Regions from separate parts of the Mus musculus genome. Here region 1 is linked to region 2. A link is a contact called in public HiChIP or PLAC-seq data. All regions are on one chromosome and are shown on one strand. The core of a region is the stretch at or near the end of the contact, and the rest is flanking DNA. Distances in the headings are between cores, read along the strand shown.

Region 1 (7,142 bases), core at 2,708-5,207, 65 kb before region 2:
TTGTTTGTTTTTTCAATTTCGTGTGTGTGTGTGTGTGTGTGTGTGTGTGTGTGTTGCCTGTGTGTTTGCTCTGCTGTCCTGTCTCCCAGCCTCCCTCCCATCCCTCTCCTCCAGGCTGGCACTGGGCTTTCCCTCTTCCTATCCTTGCTCTCTGCTCACTCCTCTGATAGCACTGGGGAGTTAGGACAGTTGTTTTGGAGTGTTTGTCACATTACTCCAGTGTCACACATTTGAGCACAGATACTGTATCTCTTTTAACCTGGTTTGTCTCCCTCTACAGTATCTTGCATAGAAAAGAGGTACCCCTACATTTTGCTTGAGTGTGATTGTTTTATGACTTCTGTACTGCCATCAGTCCAGAGGCCGCCCTGGAACCCTGAGAGATTTGTGTTGGCTGCCTTGATTAACTGAGCCTTCAGATTCTTCTTTCCCCAGTCTGTGTAGTAGAAATACAGGAAGAAAAATATGAAGACAGATGGGAAAGAAAAAAGAAGAATGAAGATAAAACTACTGACTAGTTCACATATCTGTTGCATAGCTAGGCTGCATGTTTATAATGTCTGCAATTATTAACTGGGTTGTTAGTGACAAGAGCCGGACTTAGCCTCTGAGCTGTCTCTCTGGCCCAGCTGTCTTTCTTTTTATTGATGATTGTGTCAAAACTGTCTTTAAAGGTTCTAGGCCAAGTGAATTTCTTTTAAGTGTAGAATGTTTATTATTTAAAAGAAAGAATGTTTCTTAAAACCAGACCATATAACACCTTGCATATTACATATTTGTAATGCTTGAGTATTTATTTGAAAATAACTCATAAACATTTTTTCTGTTTCAAAGTAAAATCTATTTTTTTACTCCTGATCAAATAAGTGTATTTTCTTGCTATTGTCCCTGTGGTCTTCGAAGCCTTAATTATGGTTATGTCACATTTTTGAGTTATATAGGTTTTTTTTAAGATTTATTTATTTTATTTTATGTGTGTGTTTTGCCTGCTCATATGTCTGCACCATATGTGGTGCCTAGAGACCACAGAAATCGGAGGAGGGCATTGGTTCCCCTGAGACTGGAGTTACAGAAGGTCGTAAGCTGCCCTGTGGGTGCTGGTAATTGAACCTGTGTCCTCTGGAAGACCTCAGTGCTCTTAAGTGCTGAGCCAGCTCTTCAGCCCTATGTAGGGTTTAAATCAATTGTTTTGCTTACGTTTTCAGCAGGTAATAACATTCAGGTGAGTGTTAGAATCAAGTTAGCATAAGACATATTAATATTTGAAAGATTTGACAGTTTATAATTTACTCTAAAGGATTTTGAGAGGTGTGGGTGTTTTTTAAGATTATATTTTATTTTATGTGTTTTGAGTGTTTTGCCTGCCATGGATGTGTGTGTATCACATATGTGCCTGGTGCCAGCTGAGTTAAGAAGAGGGCATTGGATCCCCTGGAACTGGAGTTATAGACAGCTGTTAGCTGCCTTGTGGGTGCTGGGAGCCAAACCCCATTTCTCTGTAAGAGCAGTAAATGCTCTTAACCGTTGAGCCATAATTTTTATATTGTATCATCAGGACTGATAACCACTATAAAAAAAGAAATTAACTACCCAAGAGTACAAATCTAGTTGGACAGAGCCATAATTGAAACCTGGATCTTTTGACTCTTAAACCTAACAATGTAATTATAATGGAAAAAAATCTCTAAACTCCATTAAAAATTAATAACCAGCAAGTGGGGGACACAATTATAACAAAACAAATAATTCCATTTAAAGCAAATCTTCTCTGCAAGCTTCTGGGTTTTACTAGATAACAAGTATCTCTGTGGTCCTCACAGCATCGCAGGCCAGCAGGCATCTCCTGTGTGGCTGCGTGCTCGCTCTGCTGTTCTCGTCGTCCTCTTACATCTTACATGCTATACTCGTTCTTTAGGTGCTTCATGCAGACATCTGTACCCAGAGTTCCCTTCTGCAAACTGCTGATGTCATTGTAATGAATAATGTCTTCGAATATTTTCTTACTGAGGCTCAACAGGCCAGGTAGGTTATTTACTGAAGCAAGAAAACTGTTATTAAAATATATCCAGCAAGGTATGAAAAAAGATTGGTATAAGGTAGAAATGTTTTCATGCTAATTTTAAAATGACAAACTCAACTTGGTTTTTTGTTGTTTTTGTTTTTTGTTTTCGTTTGTTTAAAACAGGGTTTCTCTGTGTAGCCCTGGCTGTCCTAGAACTCACTCTGTAGACCAGGCTGGCCTCAAACTTAAGCCTGTCACTACCATCCAGTGCTCAACTTGATTTTATTAATATTTTTATTTTTTCTTTGGCACATTTGTACATGATATCAACTTATTTTAATAAGGAAACAGATTAAATGCAAAATTTTGACACTTGATTTTGTAAAATGTATTAAATTTTTTAAGTTTACATGTATCTATTTGTGCTCATCAGAGTGGGTGTGTAGAAGAAATGTGTAAGAGTCTCTTCTGAGCCAGGCATGGTGACGCACGCCTTTAATCCAGCACTTGGGAGGCAGAGGCAGGCGGATTTCTGAGTTCGAGGCCAGCCTGGTCTACAAAGTGAGTTCCAGGACAGCCAGGGCTACACAGAGAAACCCTGTCTCGAAAAAACAAAAGAAAAAAGTCACTTCTGTCCACCATATGTGTTCTGGGTATCAAACTTGGGTCATCGGGCTTTATGTAAACCACCCTCTGAGCCATCTCAGCGCGCCCTGTAATATGGACTTTTGGGTGGATCTAAAATGGTAGCATGACTCCCACATCCACTTAGGGTACAGTTAAATAGCTCCCAGGGGTTTGGTACTGTTCTTTGCTGTCATTGTGCTAATCTCTTGTCTTAGTTTCCTCTCCTGATGCTGTGGTAAAGCCTGACAAAGGCAAGGTAAGGGAGAAAGGCTATTTGGGTGCTCAGTGCCTTTTGTCTGATGATGGGTAGTGGATCCACACTCAGGAATGGGAAGCAGAGAGTAAATGCATGCTAATTAGCCCAGTCTCTTCAGTTAATCTGACCAAAATAACACCCTAACAGCTAGCCCCTAGCCCCTCTTCTCAGCTGTTTCAGATTCTGTCAAATTGACCGTTAACACTAGCCATCACACCGATCATAAAACAGTATGGAGTAACCAAGGCTTAACAGAGAGGATGAGAATATTAACCTTCAAAACTAGCTAATTCTGTGTTTGCTTTTTTGCTTTGCCCACGGCCTGGTACATGCTAGGCAGGTGCTCTATCTCTAAGCTACATCCTCTAACAGTGTCCCTGAGGAAGGACCCTCTAACAGGTTCCTGGAGTTATCTCACTCTCCAGCTGGTGGAGAAGGTAGCAACTGTCTGATCACTTCTCTGTGCAGCCCACACTGGCCTTGAACTTGAATTCCTCTTGCCTCTGCCTCCTGATGCTGACAGGACAGGCATTTATCACCACATCAGCAGCTTTTTTACTTTTAAACTTACTTGCAGATAAGAAAAACATATAATTGTTGACGAGTATATCGTCACTGGTATACTAATGAGGCACTGAGAGAAAAATAATGTTAAACACTTTGGAGATTTATAGATTTCAAATGCTGAAAAAATGTTGAAAGCTGTTGGTGAATTGTGGGGGCAGGGTGGGATCTATATTTAGATGGGTGTGGTAGCGCATGCCTTTAACCCCAGCACTAGGATCCAAGAGGCAAGCAGATCTCTGAGTTCCAGACCAGGCAGGGCTCCATTATGTGACCCTGACTTTAAGTAAAAATAAAAACAGCTTTTTTCATATATTCATTCATAGAGACTACATGAGTTACTGAACAAGTAGTAGCTATATGATGTTATATAATTATTTCTGTTTAGGGACGGTGAAGTCCTCGGTGAATGTGTTATTGATGTGGTCGTGGTCATGTCAAGGACGCCACACCTTAGACTCATGAGAATGATAAGGCTTTCCTGTGTTCCTATGCAGATATTTACAGTGTATGTAGAAAATAACTACCATGCTTTCTACCCCTGGATGTTCACAGCCTGAAAACTGCTCCCCTAGTGAGGCTGCCCCTAGTGAGATTAGCTAAACCTGTCTTCTTGTCAGCTCTATGTAGTAATCTCCCTTTGTGTCCAGCTGCATGCAGTAACCTGCTCAACTGTGTATAATAAACACGCTGGGCTTCCAGCTGATGCATCTTCTCCATCCGGAAGGAGAGTAGAGCCCACCCAACTTGAGTGTTTCTGATTGCCTCTAGGGCAGGGTTCCTGGACCCATGCCGTACCAGGACACAGAACTTCTGCTTTAGTCTGTGACCGTGAATTCAGCTAAATAGCTAATTCAGGGCATCCTGAACTCTGTGAGGCGTGCGTGTCTCAGACAAATGAAAAAGTCATGCTAATCTAGTTTTTCATTTTTTTTTAATTAAATGGGCTTGTAAAGTACATCATTTTTAGGAACCACATTAAAAAACGATAGCTCTAGTTGAAACAGTGCTATGTGATTATCATTCGCATCCTGAAAAAAAACAAATGTTGCATTATTTTGTAAATAAGTTCTAAATATGATACCTGCTAGCCATAGCCTCAACCAAAAATAAGTACAACTGATACTGCTACCCACCCACCTCACCAGTCACACTGCAGAGACTGTTCCCCACTGGTGGGGAACCAAGATCTGTGCAGTGTAGTGTGGTGTATATCAACCCTGGGAGTTAAACAGAACCGGGCAAACACACAGCTCCCTGACATGCACTGGCGGGTCATTTCATTATCCTATAGAACTGGCTGGTCCCTCCAAACTCTGCAGATGCTCTTTAATGTTGGAATTCCATCCCTAAAATACTCCAGCCAGCCAGGTGAGCTATGATTTAACTCTTGACGTGAGTTTAAAAGATCTAATCTACACACCATACACAGCTACACAGTTATTTTTGGTTTCTGGCTTCTGTGCCCCTGATTTTCCCAGACTCCTCATCTTCCTCAACCCCCCCCCCCCCCAGTCTGAAGGACTGATTCTCATGTGCTCTGTGGAGAAAGTACAAGGCTTTGATGCTGATCCTGCTTGACTTGTGTGATTCTGAAAACTTCACTTCTCTTATTCAGAACCTTTACGGTAACCCACATCCCCATCTTGTTAATATCAGTACTTTGACCTTGTAACTTTACCAGCACCCCTCAGGAACTGGAAAATTTGCCAATTTCTACTGTGTTGCTGTGGTTCTATTTCCTGTGGGTAAACATTTTGCCTATCTAGATTTCTAGATACTGACTGCATTTTCTTTTGTCATCCTTATTCAAAAAAATAAAATAAAATCCAGTGTCTGATAAAAGCTGACACGTCAGGCTTTTGTTTCGCTCTTTATAGTGAAGTTTTGAGTTCTCAGCAAAACTTTAAAAAAGATAAAGATTTCCTGTACACTCTGCCCCACGCACCTGCTGAAACTGTACCATTGTCGTCCCTCCCACCAGAACAGTATGCTTCTTATGATGGGTCTTGGGTACTGAATAGTCACCAGAAGTCTCCAGTTTACAGTAGCGTTCACTCTTGGTGCTTCGAAGCCCGTGTGTGTGTGTGTGTGTGTGTGTGTGTGTGTGTGTGTGCATGTATTGATATGTAGTGACATGCACCCAGCCTTAAAACATGGACAGTAGTTTCACTCCCCTAAAAATCCCCTGCTCAGCTCTTGGTCCTGTACTCTCACCTCACCCTTGGCAGCCACTGATATTTTTACCAACCCATAGTTTTACTTTCCAGCTGTGACAGTTAGAATCAGACAATCCAGAATCCTTCCAGGTTAGGTTCCCTCTCTAGCAACAGACGTGAGGCTCTTTGTGTCTTAATGACTTGAGCACATTTCCTTTTAGAGCCGAACAATATTTCAGTTGTCTAGATATGCCACAGTTTATCCATTCCCAAGTTTATAAATTATGAATAAAACTACAATAAATAATTATGTACAGATTTTTTTGCAAATACATGTTTTTAACTTCTTTGTGTAAATAGCAGTGTACAGTTGCTGGGTTGTATGTTAAAGGCCACATCCCGGATTTTGTTGGGTGTGCTGTTGCTTTGTTCAGATGGAGTCTAATTCTAGAGCCAAGGATGGTGCCCTGAAGCTCACAGTGTACCCCAGGCTGGCCTGTAACCCCAGAGGAGCCTCCTGCCTCAGTTTGCTCAGTGCTGGGATCCCAGGTGTGAACCCCCAAACTTGGCTGGGCTATGACTTAGAGCTAGAGCAGATTTCTGAACAGGCTTGTGGCTCTCCTCCCCATGATGAGAGAGGAAGAGGAGACATTGAGCAAGAGAGCTATCTCTGTTCTCATTAATATGCAATATTATCTTACCCTTATTTCATTATATCAGTTTTTGATGTTTTCTAGTGCCTGGAACTACATCATCCATAATGTAAGAAAGCAAGGATCACTATTAGTGACAGTACCAAGTCTCCAAGAGTCTCTCATGGGGCTACAGGTATGTAGCTACGTTTCCTACTGTTGATTGGTTGGTTGGTTGATTGGTTGGTTAGTTGGTTGGTTAGTTGGTTGGTTGGTTGGTTGGTTGATTTGGGTGGTGGCAAGAATTATGGCTCTTGAGCTGGGTGTGGTAGCACGGGCCTTTAAATCCAGCACCCAGGAGTGAGAGGCAGGTAGATCTCTGATTTTGAAGCTGGCCTGGCCTATAGAGAGAGTACTAGGATAGCCAAGGTTACACAGAAAAAAATACAATAAAAAAAAAAACCCAAAAACCTCCCCACCCCTCAGGGCTCCTGCCTGTCAGGCAAGCACAGTACTGATCTATATCCCTAGCCCTTCAACATTTTTCTAATACCAAGACTGTGTTGCTAAAGTACTGCTTTATGGTTTGTCTTCTACCCTCAAAAGCACTGAAATCCAATTCATGTCTGGATGTAGACTTCCTTGGTTTTCTACACAATTTTTAATCACTGTGGGGTCATAGTTAAAGGTTAGTAGACACTATTGAGTGTGAGTAAGAGCCTTAACATCCACGTCATAGCTAAGAAGGAAGAGTAACAAGCCTGTACCCCAGCTACATGGAAGGCTGAGGCAGAAAGATCTTGAACCCACTGGTTTGAGACCAGCCTGATTAATGGACCCCCTTCTCAAAAACTGAACTGGAGAAATGAATACCCACATCGTAACATTGTCCTCGAGCACAG
Region 2 (6,544 bases), core at 2,694-5,193:
TTTAAAAGCCAGTTGTAGTTCTACTTGGTGACTGTGATTATAAGAATTTTTCATCTATAAGGGAAATTTGTCCACAAGTTGTAAATATTTTTTTCCCAATTTGATTTTTGTATTTCAACTTTGTGGTAGCTGCTGTCATGCAAAACTTTTAAAATTGTCTTTATGGAATCAAATACTGTGAATTCTGCGCTTCGTGTTATAATTTAGGCTTTTCTCATCTATAGGTACCTTTAAACAAATTCTATGGTTTCCTGTAGCACTTTCTTTTTTCTTTCTTTTTTTCTTTTCTGAGAGACAGGGTTTCTCTGTGTAGCACTGGATGTCCTGGAACTCACTTTGTAGACCAGGCTGGCCTCAAACTCAGAAATCTGCCTGATTCTACCTCCTGAGTGCTGGGATCAAAGGTGTGTGCCACCACACCTGGCTCCCTGTAGCACTTTCATGATGAATAAATATTCTTTGTAATTTTTTTTACTTTAAATGTATTTACTTATAGCTGTGTTATATGATGTATGGATGAAAGTGTGCCATGGTGTGCATGTGGGGGTCAGAGGGACTACCAGGATTCAACTTGGGTCATGGTCTTGTTTGGCAATCATTTTGCCCAGTGAACCATTTTGCAGGCCCCATTAACAACCATACTTAATTACTACACACTCTAAATAGTCTTGCACATAGAATCGGGTTCCTTGTTTCAATTTCTATCTGAGCTTGAATAGCAAATCTTTGTTGTTTTCCTTTTTGTTGTTTGTTTGTTTTGCTTTTTTGTTTTTCGAGACAGGGTTTCTCTGTCCTGGAAATAGTGCTGTAGGCCAAGCTGGCCTCAAACTCACAGAGATGTACCCACATCTGCCTCTGGTATTAAAGGCATATGCCACCACCACCACTGCTGGGCTTGAAGAGCAAATCCTAAGTACACAATAAGAGCAGGGAGTGTCATTTTTGGACCATTGAACAGAATGGTGGCATCTATACTTCCTGATTCAGATGCTGGTGTCTTACCTACATAACTTCCCCAGCCTCAGTGTCTTCATCTGCAAAACCAAAAGACAAACTGTGCTAAGCTTGGGATGAAAACCCTATGATTCGTTTAAAGTCTGCAGTATAAGCATTTGGGAAAACATGAACTATCATTGTGTTACTGATGGCTGTAGACAATTCTTCCACATTTACTAACATCTTATACTTCCTAATTCTAACGAGAAGAGGCTGGATAACATTTTGAATCAGCCTGCTGTGGTAGCTCTCCCCTTTATGTCCAGCACCCTGGAAGCAGAGGCAGTTGGATCTCTGTGAATTTGAGGCCAGACGTTTCTACAGAGCGAGTTCCAGGACAGCCATGACTCTGTTAGACAAAGAAACGCTGTCTCAAAAAAACAAACAAAAAAACAAAAACAAAAACAAAAAAAACCCAATCAACCAATCAACCAACCAACCAAAAAACAATCTGCATCAGTATTTTCTAAACACTCACAGGTGATTCTCCTGGGCAGCAGAGGTCTAGAACACACCTAAGCTCTGCGCTGTTCTTCACATGGGAGGCCCTCAGTCTGATATGAGAACAGTGGCTCTAGACCTCTGAGGTCTGACTATAGATGAAAGATGTGTCCTGATCCACAGGCAGAGGATGAGAGAGAGCCTGGACCTTACCAGGGCTTTTCAAACCTTAAAGCACACCTCCAGTGGCACACTTCCTCCAACAGGGTCACGCCTCCTAATCGGTCTAATCTTTTCAAAGAATTTCACTCCTTGGTGACTCAGCATTCAAATATCTGAGCCTATGGGGGCCATTCTTATCCTAATGACCCCAAGAAAACAAACTTTTGTACATGATAATTTTAGTTTTCTAAGCTTACATAACACCTTCTAACAGTCACAAATTAAATAAACTATACATAAAACCCAGAACATAAGTATACTGAAAATTGAGTATGAGAACAGAAAAATCGATTTTGATAGTATTTATTTGATAGGTAAAAGAATAAAATCTTAATTTTGGGAGCATAATAAAATAATCTAAATAGTCAATATTTGTATTTATAATAAGAAAATAAACACTTGCTTTTAAATTTTTAAAGAAAAATTTAAAATCATATTTACTTATTGGAGTGGGGGGGCACACAAAAGAGGAGATCAAAGGACAATCTATGGGAGTGGGTTCTCTCTTTCCCCTATGTGGGTTCTGGAAATGGAACCTAGGTAGTCAGGTTTGGTGACAAGTGTCTTAATCCACAGAGCCATTTGCCTGCCTATCTCGATTTTCGATAATTTAACAATTTTTAAAATGTAGCAAATAGTAAGTTGAAAACTAGAAGTATTCAGAGAGTTTAATCCCTTTCTAGATTCCCACTTATTTTAACTTTTGGATTATATGCATACTGTGCTAATACAGACCTCAGGCTAGGGGCTTAGCATGCTTAGGCCCCTGGGTTCACCTATCTCTCTCTCTCTGTCTCTATCTCTCTGTCTCTCTCTCATGCACGCACACACAACACTCACCTTGTAAATTAAATTTTCTTCTTGCCCCTTGTTTAGGGGACTGTTGTAGGTGCTATTAATAACTACTTCCTAGAGAATTCTTACTATTATTCTGTATATTATTTGGAGGTCAATTTTTTAAAAGTTTTTTGTTTGTTTGTTTTTCGGGACAGGGTTTCTCTGTATAGCCCTGGCTGTCCTGGAACTCACTCTGTAGACCAGGCTGGCCTCGAACTCAGAAATTTGGAGGTCAATTTTCAAAACACCAAGTCTTTAAGTGTGTACTGTGTACTTCTCTGAAAAGCATACAGTCTTACGTATATACTTGCCACTGGGAGACTTGTAAGCTTCTGTGGCTATGCTCATGCAGAAATGTGTATGCACACACACTATTAACTGCTTTTTAGTGCCATAGAACAGACTTTCACCAAGTATTATTTTACTCGTTCTATAATCATAGTAGTTTGAGAAGTTCATAACTGGTAAATAGTCTTAAACACCACCACCCACATACAAATAGTTATAGAAGATCCCAGTTTTTAAAATCATTTCACAGCATTAGTAATTAGGAAAAAAAGTAACATTTTACTGGAAGACTATTCCTCAGTTATACTTTTAGACTCATTCTTACATGTTAATTTGCAAATAAGCAAATAGAGTGATGGCAAAAATTATTAAAAGTTGGTGAACATTCTGAATGACTTCTAACTTAGAATATCCTTTTCAATTCAAAAGTCCCAAGTCTTATAAGAATTAAATTTGGTTTCATTTGTGAAAATTACTGATATGGGAAAATTGTTTAATGAGACATCTCGGTAGTAAATTTAACATCGTTAGGACTCTAATTGAACTGAAAATTGACCTTAAGTTACTTGTAGATTATAAGTTACTTATACTTTTTAAAAATTCTGGGTTTAGTTTTAAATATGTAGGGGGATCATATAAGTGAGATGACATTTCAAACTTTTGTCTTTTCCTGAGCTATCAAACTCTTTGAATTGTTTTAAGTATCAAGAAGGACTGGTGTCAAAAAAAGTTCTTTCTTTCAAGATGGATGATTACGCATGCAAAATACTTTGAGGGTTTTAGCGATTTCGTTTCTTATTCTTCCTTTCTTCAAAACGCAATTTAAATCGGAGCCGGAATCCCCTTTTCAACTCAATAGCTGGGCGCTGGTGGCCCATTGGAAAAGATGAAGACTTTACTTTGTCTGCCATGTGTTTAAGGAACACTAGCGCTTTCCCCAGATCTTCTGGCCGATAATCTCAAACATGGAGGATGCTTCTGATTCCTCACGAGGGGTTGCTCCATTAATTAATAATGTAGCTCTCCCAGGCTCTTCGCCCTCTCTTCCTGTATCAGTGACAGGCTGTAAAAGTCATCCAGTAGCCAATAAAAAGGTAGAAGCGAGAAGCGAAAAGCTCCTCCCCACAGCTCTTCCTCCTTCAGAGCCGAAAGTAGCTCAGAAACTTCCCGGGAGCGCGGAGAGGCGGGGAAGTGCCGGCGGGACGCGATCCCCGCGCGGAGCCCGGCAGTGGCAGCGGGAGCGGCGGCGGCCGGGAGAGACTCCGGGGCGGGGCGGGCCGGGACCTCGCGGCGTTCCTCGTGGGAAGGTGCGGCGGCGGGCAAGTGCTCGCAGGTGAGGGGCTCGCCAGCCGGCGTCCCGGGGAACCGGGAACAAAGCGCGGCGGCGCCCGGGCTCCGTGGCCGCCTAGCCCCGGGGATGCGTCGAGCACGTTGCGAGTCCCGGGACCGGTGGTGCGGCGGCCCGGAGCGGCGCTGGGGGGTGGGGGGGGGAGCCGCCGCACCGCCCGCCGCCGGGCGTCCGCCCCATTGTGAGGCGCCCGCGGGGCGCGCCGGGGCCGCGGCCGCCCGACAGACTGGGCACCCCGGCGGCGGGGAGGACCGGACTCGTCTGTCACACAAAAGGCAGCCGAGCCGCCCCGGCGCTCCCCGACCTTACCGGCTTTCTCCTTTCCCTCCAATTTGCTAGGGGCGCGGGCGGACGCGCGCAGCCGGGAGATGCCGCTGCTTCACCGAAAGCCTTTCGTGAGGCAGAAGCCGCCGGGGGACCTGCGGCCGGACGAGGAAGTTTTCTACTGTAAAGTCACCAACGAGATCTTCCGCCACTACGAGTAAGGCCGGCCGCGCAGCGGGGACAGCCGCCCCCGCGCCCTTTTGTCTGTCTGTCTCCTCTTTCTCTCCCGGGGCTCGTGACGGGTGGCCGGGCCGCCCATCCCCCGCGCGCCGTGACCGCGTGGGGCGGCTGGCGGCGGGGCCCGCGGAGGCCGGCGACCGCTCGGAGCCGCCGCGCTCGCCCGGGCGGGCGGAAACTCCCCGCCTCGCCCCTCCCCGCCGTGGCCGCACGCGCTCGGCCGCCGGTTCCGGGATCCCCGCCGGGTCAGCCCGCGCGCCGCCCCGGTGCCTCAGCCCGGAGAGGGATTCTCCGAGCCCGAGGGCAGGAAGCGGGCTGGCCCCGGACTGGGTTTTTCGCGGTCGCGCGTGGCTTCTGACGTTTGGTAGTGGGAGGCTGCCGGGGCTGAGGTGGGGACGGGGCGGGAGTGGAGGCTCGCTCCGCGTTGGGGGCAAAGGGGTTACTTCACCGGCCGGGAGGACGGGGCCGGGGAGCGTTGGGGCACGGGTGTCCTGAGCGGCGGCCTCGCGTCCCGCGCCGCCTAGGCCTGGGAGTGTGCGACGAGAGCCACGCTCTGTCACCGCCTCTTCTTGGTGACTAAACTCCGGTCCCCGGGGAACTCGGCGTCTCCGCCCCCAGGAGACCTGCGAGGGAGTAGTCGAGCGGAGCGTGGGGAAAGGAGTGGGAGATAGCGGGGTCCCGGACGCCCCTGGTTTTCCTTTCGAGCACCAAGAGCTAGGCGGTGGGAGTTGGGAGAGGGGGGTTAGACAAGTTCAACTCCAGCTTCAGTTTGTCGCCTCCACCGCCACCTCCCCGCCCCAACACACACTCCCTCCTCTGGCTCATGTGGGCCGCCTGACATGTGCCACTGCTTTTGTTTTGATAAGAACCTGAAGCTGCTGCAGATGTAGCTTCAACTCCCAATTTTTTGTCATTGCTTGGTGTATCCAAGAGTTTCCGTGCGTGGCTCAGTGACACGAAGCAGCGACCGGTGTTTAAACAGACTCTTAAGTGAGAACCCGAATTGATCAGTCACGGGACATACACACACACACACACACACACACACAAGCCCTCTCGTTCTTTCTTTCTCCTCCACGCAGACTCTCTTTGTGGCTTAGAAACCGTATGTTAATAGCAACCGAATAGGTTGTGTGAAGGAGGATTTCTGAGTTTGGGGGCCTGAGAGAAAGGCTTGATCCAGGGATGTCTTTAGGCGAACTCAACAGCCAGCTGAGAAAGGAGTAGTGAGATTAGAAAAGTCAGTTCCAAGAAAGACCCTCCACTCCCTACCCTATCTTCAGCTCCCTAGAAGGGGTTACAGGTAACCATGTTGTATCTAGAGAAGTAGATAGTACTTTTCACCAAACAGTACCCTTAAGTAGGAGTGCACATCTCACTGGGCTCCTGTATAGACTTGTTTTATTACTTTGAGTGCACTCTTGTAACTTCTTAGGTGGAATTGAGTTGGGTAACTGTGCGAGGATGATGTCTTCATCTAATGTTTAAGCTAAAATCCTTAGGAACATTTCTGATTAATTTTTAATTTAAGAGTACCAAGAAAATAGTTAACAGGCTCACATCCAAAACTCTTCCTTGGTTTTATATAAGCAGTCTTTTGAAAAGGCTCTCCTGGCATTGGTTGAACCAGAGGGTCTGCAAGTTCAAGGCCAGCCCGTGGGCCACAGTGAGTTTTGGTTCAGTCTCTCGCTCTCTCGCTCCAAGGTTTCTTTGAAACTGGAACAGAGTGGCCTGACCTGGCCCAAAAATTTTTTATTTTTTATTTTAATTTTTTTTATTTTTGGTTGTAAATTGTTAAAAAAAAAAGACAGTTGGCTCTTAATACTAGAACTTATATATCTTAAATATAATTTCTTATTGATTTTTTTTATTATCCAGTGGCTTAATCTCTTTGACTTTTTTTTTCCTACT

What was found. HiChIP or PLAC-seq counts read pairs in DNA pulled down with a chosen protein or histone mark.
Region 1: an H3K4me3 HiChIP or PLAC-seq map of the SCID.adh cell line shows a contact between it and region 2, with 36 read pairs. The contact joins the enhancer-like site here to the promoter of Baz1a in region 2. A contact is called at or near these places in 11 of 39 promoter capture datasets (the 3T3-L1 cell line, the C10 cell line, the HPC-7 cell line and 8 more), 2 of 15 datasets of contacts at CTCF or cohesin (CD8 T cells and large pre-B cells), 49 of 484 Hi-C or Micro-C datasets (the 3T3-L1 cell line, 3T3-L1-derived adipocytes, the AML12 cell line and 37 more), 30 of 115 datasets of contacts at active chromatin or transcription factors (the 230-238 cell line, CD8 T cells, the SCID.adh cell line and 21 more) and 3 of 9 other capture datasets (adipose tissue, liver and pancreatic islet).

Annotation. Positions count from the first base shown.
Region 1 is chr12:55,048,181-55,055,322 of GRCm38.p6, reverse strand. It overlaps 2700097O09Rik (RIKEN cDNA 2700097O09 gene), which reads left to right. Exons shown (of 8, transcript NM_028314.2): 6 at 1,916-2,022; 7 at 6,346-6,436. Among named protein-coding and RNA genes, the nearest start is that of 2700097O09Rik, 28 kb to the left of the region's middle. Within about 2 kb of position 3,957, at least 36 of the 459 cell types and tissues checked have an H3K27ac peak or open chromatin away from gene starts, as enhancers often do. A contact at or near this core is called in CD8 T cells, the G1E-ER4 cell line, the SCID.adh cell line and 9 more, where this site is marked.
Region 2 is chr12:54,983,735-54,990,278 of GRCm38.p6, reverse strand. It overlaps Baz1a (bromodomain adjacent to zinc finger domain 1A), which reads left to right and starts at 3,943. Exons shown (of 27, transcript NM_013815.2): 1 at 3,943-4,117; 2 at 4,472-4,613. The coding sequence starts at 4,501. It overlaps Gm51983 (a long non-coding RNA gene), which reads right to left. Exons shown (of 3, transcript XR_003950194.1): 3 at 5,630-6,544.